Regions from separate parts of the Rattus norvegicus genome. Here region 1 is linked to region 2. A link is a contact called in public Hi-C data. All regions are on one chromosome and are shown on one strand. Each heading gives the region's core, a stretch centred on a gene start, on an enhancer-like site or on the middle of the called end of the contact. The rest is flanking DNA. Distances are from core to core; before and after follow the strand shown. Region 1 holds the start of Hoxa7 (homeobox A7). Region 2 has its middle 98 kb from the start of Mir148a.

Region 1 (4,040 bases), core at 1,403-3,902, 1.1 Mb after region 2:
TAGGACACAGAAGCAAGGGAAAAGAGGACAGCAAGGCTGGGAACATCAACTTAGTCCCACAAAAAAAAAAAAAAAAAAAAAAAAAAACAAAAAACAAAACAAAAAAAAAAAAAAAAACACGAAGCTATTCCAGAGGACTGCAGCCAGTTCAGGAATGCTCCCCTCCTGGAGTAGGGGTAATGGCCCTGAACTTGAGGTGCCAAAGCCAGAGAAAGAGGGATTCTAGGTTGCAGCACTTGGTATGCTTTGGAATAAATATATTACTTTTCAATTGAAATAGAAGCCAGTGCCCTGGTCCCTGAACCTCATTGCCTTGTCAGTGAAGCCTCGGTGACCCCAAAGACTGTCAGCTAGAAGCATCAAGGCCTGGCCTGGGAGAGATGGGCACGGAGAAGCAGGCAAGCTTGCCAGCGCAAAATAGGTAGTTTAGGGCTAGTAGGTAGTACTGATCAGTGTTGGCAGGTACGGGGGAGCAGGTGCTGGGTGTCTGCCAGTGTTGGGACGTGGAGGGGTTTCTTGGGAGTGGTGGCCCACTGGGGCTGGGCCCATAGGTAGTTTGGGATGGTCTCTCAAAGAGGCCTGTGCTAGGTAGTATTTTAGCTGTGCCTGTGCACAACACTGGCCCAGGATTGGGGGTATCTACTGGGTTCCTCAGAGGCAGAGAGGGTCCCCAAGGTGATCTAATTTCCCTGGGAGCTAGAGTGGGTGATTGGATGGAATGAGGGTGGAGACTGAGTCCCTCTTTTTCTTTCCCTTTTTTTCTTTTTTTTTTTTTACACTTTATTTCCCCCCATTTTCGTAACTAAAATCAACGAGTCTCTTAAAGACGCTTTTCCAACTGTCCTGTGTAGCCAGGGTCTTGTGCCTGGCCCTTTACTCCTCTTCCTCCTCTTCCTCCTCCTCTTCCTCCTCCTCTTCCTCATCGGCCTTGTCAGCAGCCGTGGAAACGGAGGGCACCGCGTCTTCTGGAACTGCAGTGGGAGCCTGGCTCTCATCTTTATGCTCTTTCTTCCACTTCATGCGCCGATTCTGGAACCAGATCTTGATCTGGCGCTCGGTGAGGCAGAGCGCGTGAGCGATCTCGATGCGGCGGCGCCGCGTCAGGTAGCGGTTGAAGTGGAATTCCTTCTCCAGCTCCAGCGTCTGGTAGCGAGTGTAGGTCTGGCGTCCCCGCTTCCTATCGGGTCCTAGGAGCAGAAATTTGGACATAGAGATAAACAAACAGACAAGCAGCCGGTGGACAGAAGAGCGCTTTAGTCAGGCCAGCAGTCCAAGAGCCTGCCCTTCCCACCTTGTCTAAGTCCAGGTGCCACCCTCAACACCCTCGATTGAGCTGGGGGAGGAAAATTGTCAGCGGAAGGCCCCAGCGCCAGACAAACAAGATCGTCTGTGAAAAGCCTTAGGGCAGAATTCCAACTTTACAACTGGCTTTTCCAGCCGGCTACGTTTCCACAATGTCCTGCTTCCCCCCTGACAAAGGGAAATTGTAAATACAGAGTGTGGCAAGTGGGAGACTCGGGCACTTTTGCCATTCAAAGACAAGACTAGCCGCTCCCCAGCCTTGCTATCCCAGTGGACGACCCTCCTCAGAAGCCCCATCCACAAGACCTTCCTGTGGCATTCCCACCCTCTGTCCCATTGGCTTCAGCCCCTTTCTAGAAATGGCCTCTGGTACAGGGGTGGGTGAGGGATCCTGGAGATCTCAGAACTCCTTGCCTTTGAGAAAGAAAGCCAGGCCCAAGGAAGAGGAGGAGGGGGAGAGAACTGGAATCAAGGAAGGGATAGGGGACTGTAAAGAAGGGGATAGAAAGAAAAGCTGAGGGAAAGGAAAAGAGAGGGAAAAGAAGAGGGGGTGAGGTGGGAGAAAGAGAATATGAGAATAGTGGAGAAACTTATTGTGAAAATTCCAAGGCAAATGGAGTTAAATAAATTTACGAGGATCGAACCCATTAATTGGGCCATAAAAAGTTTTATGAGCCTCATTTACATACAATGCTACGGGTCTCTCCACGCAATGGTGCCTCAGCTCTAATTAAAACCAGAAAGGCAGCGCCACCGGGACTTGCGGGGGGGATCGCCGGCTGGAAGCCGCTGGGCTGGGCTCTCTCAGTCCCCCGCGCCCTGCTCCCGCCCTGCCGCTCCTCCCGCACGGCGACCCCGCCGGCCGCTGCGCCTACCTGAACTGCGCATCCAGGGGTAGATGCGGAAACTGGCCTCGGCCGGGCCGTGCAGCACGCCCTCGTCCGCCTTGTCGCAGGCGCCTTTGGCGAGGTCACTGCAGAGCCCGGGGATGTTTTGGTCGTAGGAGGCGCAGGGCAGGTTGTAGGCGTCGGCTCCCAGACCGTAGCTGGAGGCGAAGGGGTTCTGATAGAGGGGGCTGTTGACATTGTATAAGCCCGGCACGTTGGAGGCGAAGGCGCCGGCGCCCGGCCCGTAGCCGCTTCTCTGCGAGTTGGGTGCAAAGGAGCAAGAAGTCGGCTCGGCATTTTGGAAGAGAGAAGCCCCCGCCGTATATTTGCTAAAAAGCGCGTTCACATAATACGAAGAACTCATAATTTTGACCTGTGATTTGTTGTCCGGCAGCTTTCAGTGTCGGTTTTACGAGGTAGCGTGATATATGATAACATTACACCCCCAGATTTACACCAAACCCCATTTTCTTTTGGACGGAGCTCGCCGCGGCACGTGACCGCCCACATGACCGCCTCCGCCAATCTCAGCAGCCCTCACAGGTGGTCTCGCGCCACGGGCCGGCGGCCGCCTAGAATGGAGAGGAAGAGGCTCAAATACGCGGCCTGCACCCGGCCGGCCCCGGGCGCCCGACGCAATCAGACCTCTAGGCTCCGGGAGAGCCCCATCCCAGACGCCGAAGCCTAGCGGCAGGGTTCGCCCCCGACAACCTCACACCTATTCCTGAACCCCAGATCCAGTGTGTGGATCCCCCCAACCCCCGTCCGGGTCCTCTCTGAGGATCCAAGACCCTGCAGGGTCGCCCGCAACCTGTCCGCCTAAAGCTGGTCTAGAGAGAAAGAGCCAGTCTTTGCCCATCTTTGTCTATGGGCAGGAGGACGTTTGAGAGCGGATTTGATGCCCCAGCGCAAACTCTGCAGGCGCGGCGTCTCCTCTAGCCGAGCACAAACTGGAACCATGTGGTTCGAATAAAGTCAATGTCTCCCAGCTTCCTTTCTTTAATCGGCGGCGCACTGTTTATCTGCCCTAAAGGAAGCAGTGAAATATTTATCTATTAATGAGCCTCATTTGCCAACAGATTTACTAACATGGGATTCCCTTTTCTCCTCCCGGACACTGCGGCCCTGGCAGTCTCTCTGCATTCGCTCCTGGGCACCTGGCTGGCTGGCAACAACTCCATAGATGGCTCAACACCCGCTTTGTCCTTCCCACAACCCCTGGCTACCCCCTGGATGACAAGAAACTGGGAGTTTGGGAGAAATTCGGCTCCACAAAATTTTAAACACCTACTTCATACTGGGAGGCTCCTGGCAGCTCTCAGCACAGCTTTCCCTGGGCTGTGGGCTGTTAACAGTTGGTAAAACCTGGTTTTAGAGCAGGTTTAGAGAGCAGAGAGGTGATCTCAGAGACTGGGTGCTGTAGCCCACCGTGGAACCCCAGTTCTTTATAAAGGCGACAATAAAATCAAACAAGGAAGTCCTTTCAAGGGCCACCCAGATCCCGCGCCTTCACCTTTCTAAGCACCGTGCTTTCTAAGCACAAACACAGTCTCATTCTCTCCAAATACTCAGCACCCTGGGGGCTTACCTTGCTGGACTTCAGACCCCCCTCCGCCTGTATTGATAGGTCGGATGGAGGCTCTGCTGCCCGGCATTCTCTAGAGGATATTTGGGTGAACCCTTTCCCTAAACGCCTCATAAACTTCCGGGGCCCTGCTGGAAGACTGGCCACCTTTTACTGCCCAGCTCGATTGCACATCATAAAGCCGACTTCACAATGGAATTGCCCCGGAAATTCTCCTCTAAATTATAGAGTTTGTTCCTGGTGTACAAAGCACTTTCTTATCACTT
Region 2 (4,204 bases), core at 1,344-3,843:
ATTGTTTAATGGTCGTTTATATTCCGTGACAAAGAAGTTTAAGAAAGGCTAAAGCGAGAACTAGAATTGAACATTTCGTAGTTTGGCAGTAATTTCTGCAGTACCCGCTATTGAACACGTGAGGGCGTACTCAAGATTCGCTGCTCTCTGGTAATATGACTCCTTCACTTATTTGCATGAATTGTTGTGATTGGATAATAGATTTTTAAAACGTCAATTATACGTCAAATCACAGTCAGCCAATCAGCAGCCTACTGTAGCGTGATTGGTTTCCACTAGAGGTGTCAATCATCCAAAATTTGCATACTAGCCCTCCAGAAGGCTGGAGCCTGTCAGTTTGCTGTGGCTGCTGGAAGAGAAAGAATCGGACGGAGAAGAATGAAAATATACTTTTGCTCTAGCAAAGCGAAAGAAAAATATCGTTTTTACTCATTGTTTTAAAAATTAATTCAGCTACACATCTACCTAATAAAATAAGGACGTTTAACGAAACAAAAATAAACAACCATCAAAGCCTTGGTTACTAATTTTAGGTTTGCTGCTTAAAATATCAATAAGTGAATAAAAATTAAAAAACGCCTAAAATTAAGCTAACAATTTTGTGTTACAAATGATCATTGTCAAATTAAAAGTGAATATGGCATTTATAAATAAATGTATTTAGAAAATACTGCTTTCAATACAGAGGCAGGCTAAAAGCATCGCTTCGTAAGAAAAAAACACAGAAAAGAGAATCTAAACTAACATTTTACTTTATCAATAATAACATGCTTAGCTCAGTCTGGCCTCTGTATTTATTTACTGTGCATTCACAGACAGAAATGCTTTTGTTAGAATATTTATACACACACATACACAACACACACAAATTTTTAATGAAAAAAGACATTTGCAGGGCCTGTGAAGAAGTCATGGCCATTTTTTTTTTAATTTAGAAATTCGTAAAACTCAAGCCCTTCATTCTCAGGTCTTCCAGGGGTATTGTAGTTTAAAATATGTGCAGATTCATAGGATGTTTATTATTGCCCTAAAATATGTGCAAGAAGGAATCCATGGCCTAAGTAGGGAGCAAATCTGGGGCCTCTCGCTCCCAAACGTTGGAATTTGGATGGAAGCGGGCAGCGGCCCAGCACTGCAGCTGCAGGCGCGGTCCTCGCCTCTCAAGAATTTTGTAGCAGGCGTTAGCAAGCATCTACACAAACCGGGTTTATTTTCCATTCAGTAGGCAACGGACTTGTCCTTCCGCGACTTTGATTTTTGTTTTATTTTTTGTTGTCTTTTTTTGTTTGTTTGTTTGGTTGGTTGGTTTGGTTTGTTTTCTGTCGCTATTTTTGGTGGCTGCATTTATCTAATTTTCTTTACTTTTTTTCTTTTCTTTCTGTCTTTCTCTCTCTCTTTCTTTCTTTCTTTCTTTCTTTCTTTCTTTCTTTCTTTCTTTCTTTCTTTCTTTTCTTTCTTTCTCCTTCCATCCAAGCAATCTTACGGTGTGTCTTTTTCTCTGGCCTCTTCGATTACAAGTCGCTTAGAGAGCTGTGGCAGCTGTGTTGTGAGAAAGTCACACAGGGCTGGGGTGGTGCTGGGTAGAAGTGGAGTGCCTAGGACATTACCTGAGGTTACTGGTGGCTTGTATTGTGTTCTTTTCCGGGAATGCACAAATAACAGGGTCTAAAAGTAAACTTCTAGAAATTTTAAGTGGATTCCTACAGGAAAGCAAGCCTATTTACCCCCTCCCCAGAGTTACCCTCCTCAGTGAATCCCTTTCAAGCCCTCCGAGAGGATCTGTGGCGGAAGAGTGACAACAACCTGACTCAGCGGGAAATGCCTGCAGTCTGAACTGCCCCCACCTAGCCTGCTGGAGCAGCCAGAGTGCCAGCACCCACCACCTCACCACACACGGTCTCTTTCACCTTCGCTCTCTCCTTTCTCCTTACACCTCTTTCTCTCTTTCTTTCCCCTCTCCCTTTCTTTCTCTCTCATCTTCTCTGCCCTCCTCCCTCTCCCTCTTTCTTTTTTCTGTGTCTCTGTGTCTCTATCTCTCGCTGTCTCTGACTCCCTCACTCATCCACGCACGCGCACTTGTTTTCCCCTGGTTGTCAATCACACCCGCACAACCTAGGACGCTTGCGCACTGAAAAATATCCAGCCCCCACCAACCCCACGCCCTTTCTATGCGTCACCCTGCCATATTGACCAATAAGAGCACGGATCTGGGGGCGGACTTCAAGAAAGAAGCCAATGAGAGGGCGATTGGAAGCTAAGGCTCAAGCGAAGTAAATCCTTCGAGGTCCGCTTTGAGTCGCTCCCGCGATGATTTATGCGCCCCTTTTATTATTTGTAACACTTTGGGAAGTTATTAAGAGGAAGATCTACTGCTTCCTCTTTTGGGGGTGGAACTGGATAGTAATATTTGTCACTGGCGGGTATTAGGGTAGAGTGGTGCGAGGTGGAAGGCGGTCGGATGCTGGTTTGTTTTTGTGGGTACTGTTTTTCATTACACGACAGATTACCCCTTTTCATTACAAGCTGTAGACAGGGCCAACTTCGAAGGTCTTCTTGGCTGAATGATCTTGGATTACTCAGAGAGCTGAAACCTGATGCCTTCTGACTTTCCTGTCTATACCCCCGGCACTGGAAGGAGACTTTTGGGGAAGATGTTGTAACCTCTGGTTGCAAGAGAAGTAAATAGACTCCCCTCACTCAGGTCCCCTCCGGAGCACCGAGCAAACCTCCTCGTGCTTTTCCCGCCTGGATGCTCATTAAGAGTTAGTTGACTCTGAGGCGGATGCAATAAAACGTTTGGGTTTCAGGACCCCAAACAAACTTGGTTTCTGTTTTACTCTCAGCCGGACCACACCCCCCAAGGAAATTGCCTTTTCAACAGGCGCCTTTCGGGAACTGCGGGAGACTGTTCCGCCCGAAGCCTGGATGCCGGGGATGGGGGGGGGGCGTAGGGGGAGGATAAAGGACGGCAGGGAAAGAGTACCGCAAGGTCCGGGGTCCCCGGAAGACTAGCGAACTAGGAGGACCATCCGGGAATCCGCAGGACCTGGGGATGTGATGAGCTAAGCGAAGTTAGCACTCACCAGAAACGACAGCAAACTACCTCCACCTAACCTGCTTCCTGGGAAGGCCAGTCTCGGTGGGCGAACTAGACAAAGGGCTTTGGATGGAAAGAAAGTGCCAAAGAAAAAGAAAAGTTACAGATTTGCTACCTCTGATCTCCCAAACAGAAAATGTTCAAACCTTAAACACTATTCCCAGAGGACAGGGATGGGGGAAGGGTCTTTCCTTCTGTTTCTAGATCACTGACAGAAACACGGTAGCTAGGGTCAAGAGATTTCTATTTGAAATTAAGAGAAACAGTGCAAAGGAGCTTGCTAGGGCTGAGGAGCGGGGAGAAGAGATAACTAGAGGAGGAGAAGGTTAGAAGGAACAGGGAACTGTTTGATCATGGGAGTGGACAGAAGGAAAACAAAACGAAGAGCTTCAAAGCTTGGGGCCTAATCCTCCTCAGGTTAATTTCTGCTTCCTAAAACGTTGATAAGCATCATAAATCACCCGCCCAACCCCCACCTCGCTGATCTTGCCCGGAGGGTTCCCTTCCCCCCCTCCCCGGCCTGCCCCCAGGGGCTCCATGAGTCTCCAGTACACAGGCACAGGCCTCCAGGGTGGGAGACGTTCCTGGGTTTGGGCTGCTGGCTGGGCGCATGGGAATCTGCAGACAGAAAGGTGCTGGGAGAGGTGTGGGCCTGACCTTGGAGGAAGTGAGTGGAGTGCTGATGGAGTCTGCCTGACCCTGGGGGTTGTCTGTCTGGCGCGCTGTTTGAAGAAGGTTACAGCTTGTTTAAAGATTTGCAAAACTCTGAGGAGCCGCAAAGATTAGAGAGGCCAGCCTGAGATTTGTCAAATGACTTCCGGTAGTAGAGCCGGGTTTAAACCCAGACGGGTTTGCATCCTCTGATGGTGAATTCTGGACCTGGGCCACTGTGCAGGACTGGCCAGGCGCGCGAGGAAGAACAAGGAAGCGTTGGGGCCAGAAAAGGGTCTGCCTCAGGTCCCCAGGGGCCCCACTTTAAGGCCTAGTCTTAGCGACGTGACAGTAAATGTCAAGTCAAAATCTCTCCACAGGCCTTTCTGAGCGGAGCGCCTCCCCTCGCGCCCGTGCCCCCGCCGGCGCGCACGTGAACCAAATACCTTGAAATTG

The links. A called contact is a pair of places that touch in the nucleus more often than the background predicts.
Region 1: a contact with region 2 is called in a Hi-C map of kidney, with 9 times the contacts expected there. The contact joins the promoter of Hoxa7 here to the enhancer-like site in region 2. A contact is called at or near these places in 4 of 12 Hi-C or Micro-C datasets (hepatocytes, kidney, liver and 1 more).

The regions. Positions count from the first base shown.
Region 1 is chr4:82,645,589-82,649,628 of GRCr8, forward strand. It overlaps Hoxa7 (homeobox A7), which reads right to left and starts at 2,653. Exons shown (of 2, transcript NM_001109233.2): 1 at 2,178-2,653; 2 at 754-1,187. The coding sequence starts at 2,553. The coding sequence ends at 874.
Region 2 is chr4:81,563,993-81,568,196 of GRCr8, forward strand. No RefSeq gene overlaps it. Among named protein-coding and RNA genes, the nearest start is that of Mir148a, 98 kb to the right of the region's middle. Within about 2 kb of position 2,594, at least 24 of the 93 cell types and tissues checked have an H3K27ac peak or open chromatin away from gene starts, as enhancers often do. A contact at or near this core is called in kidney, where this site is marked.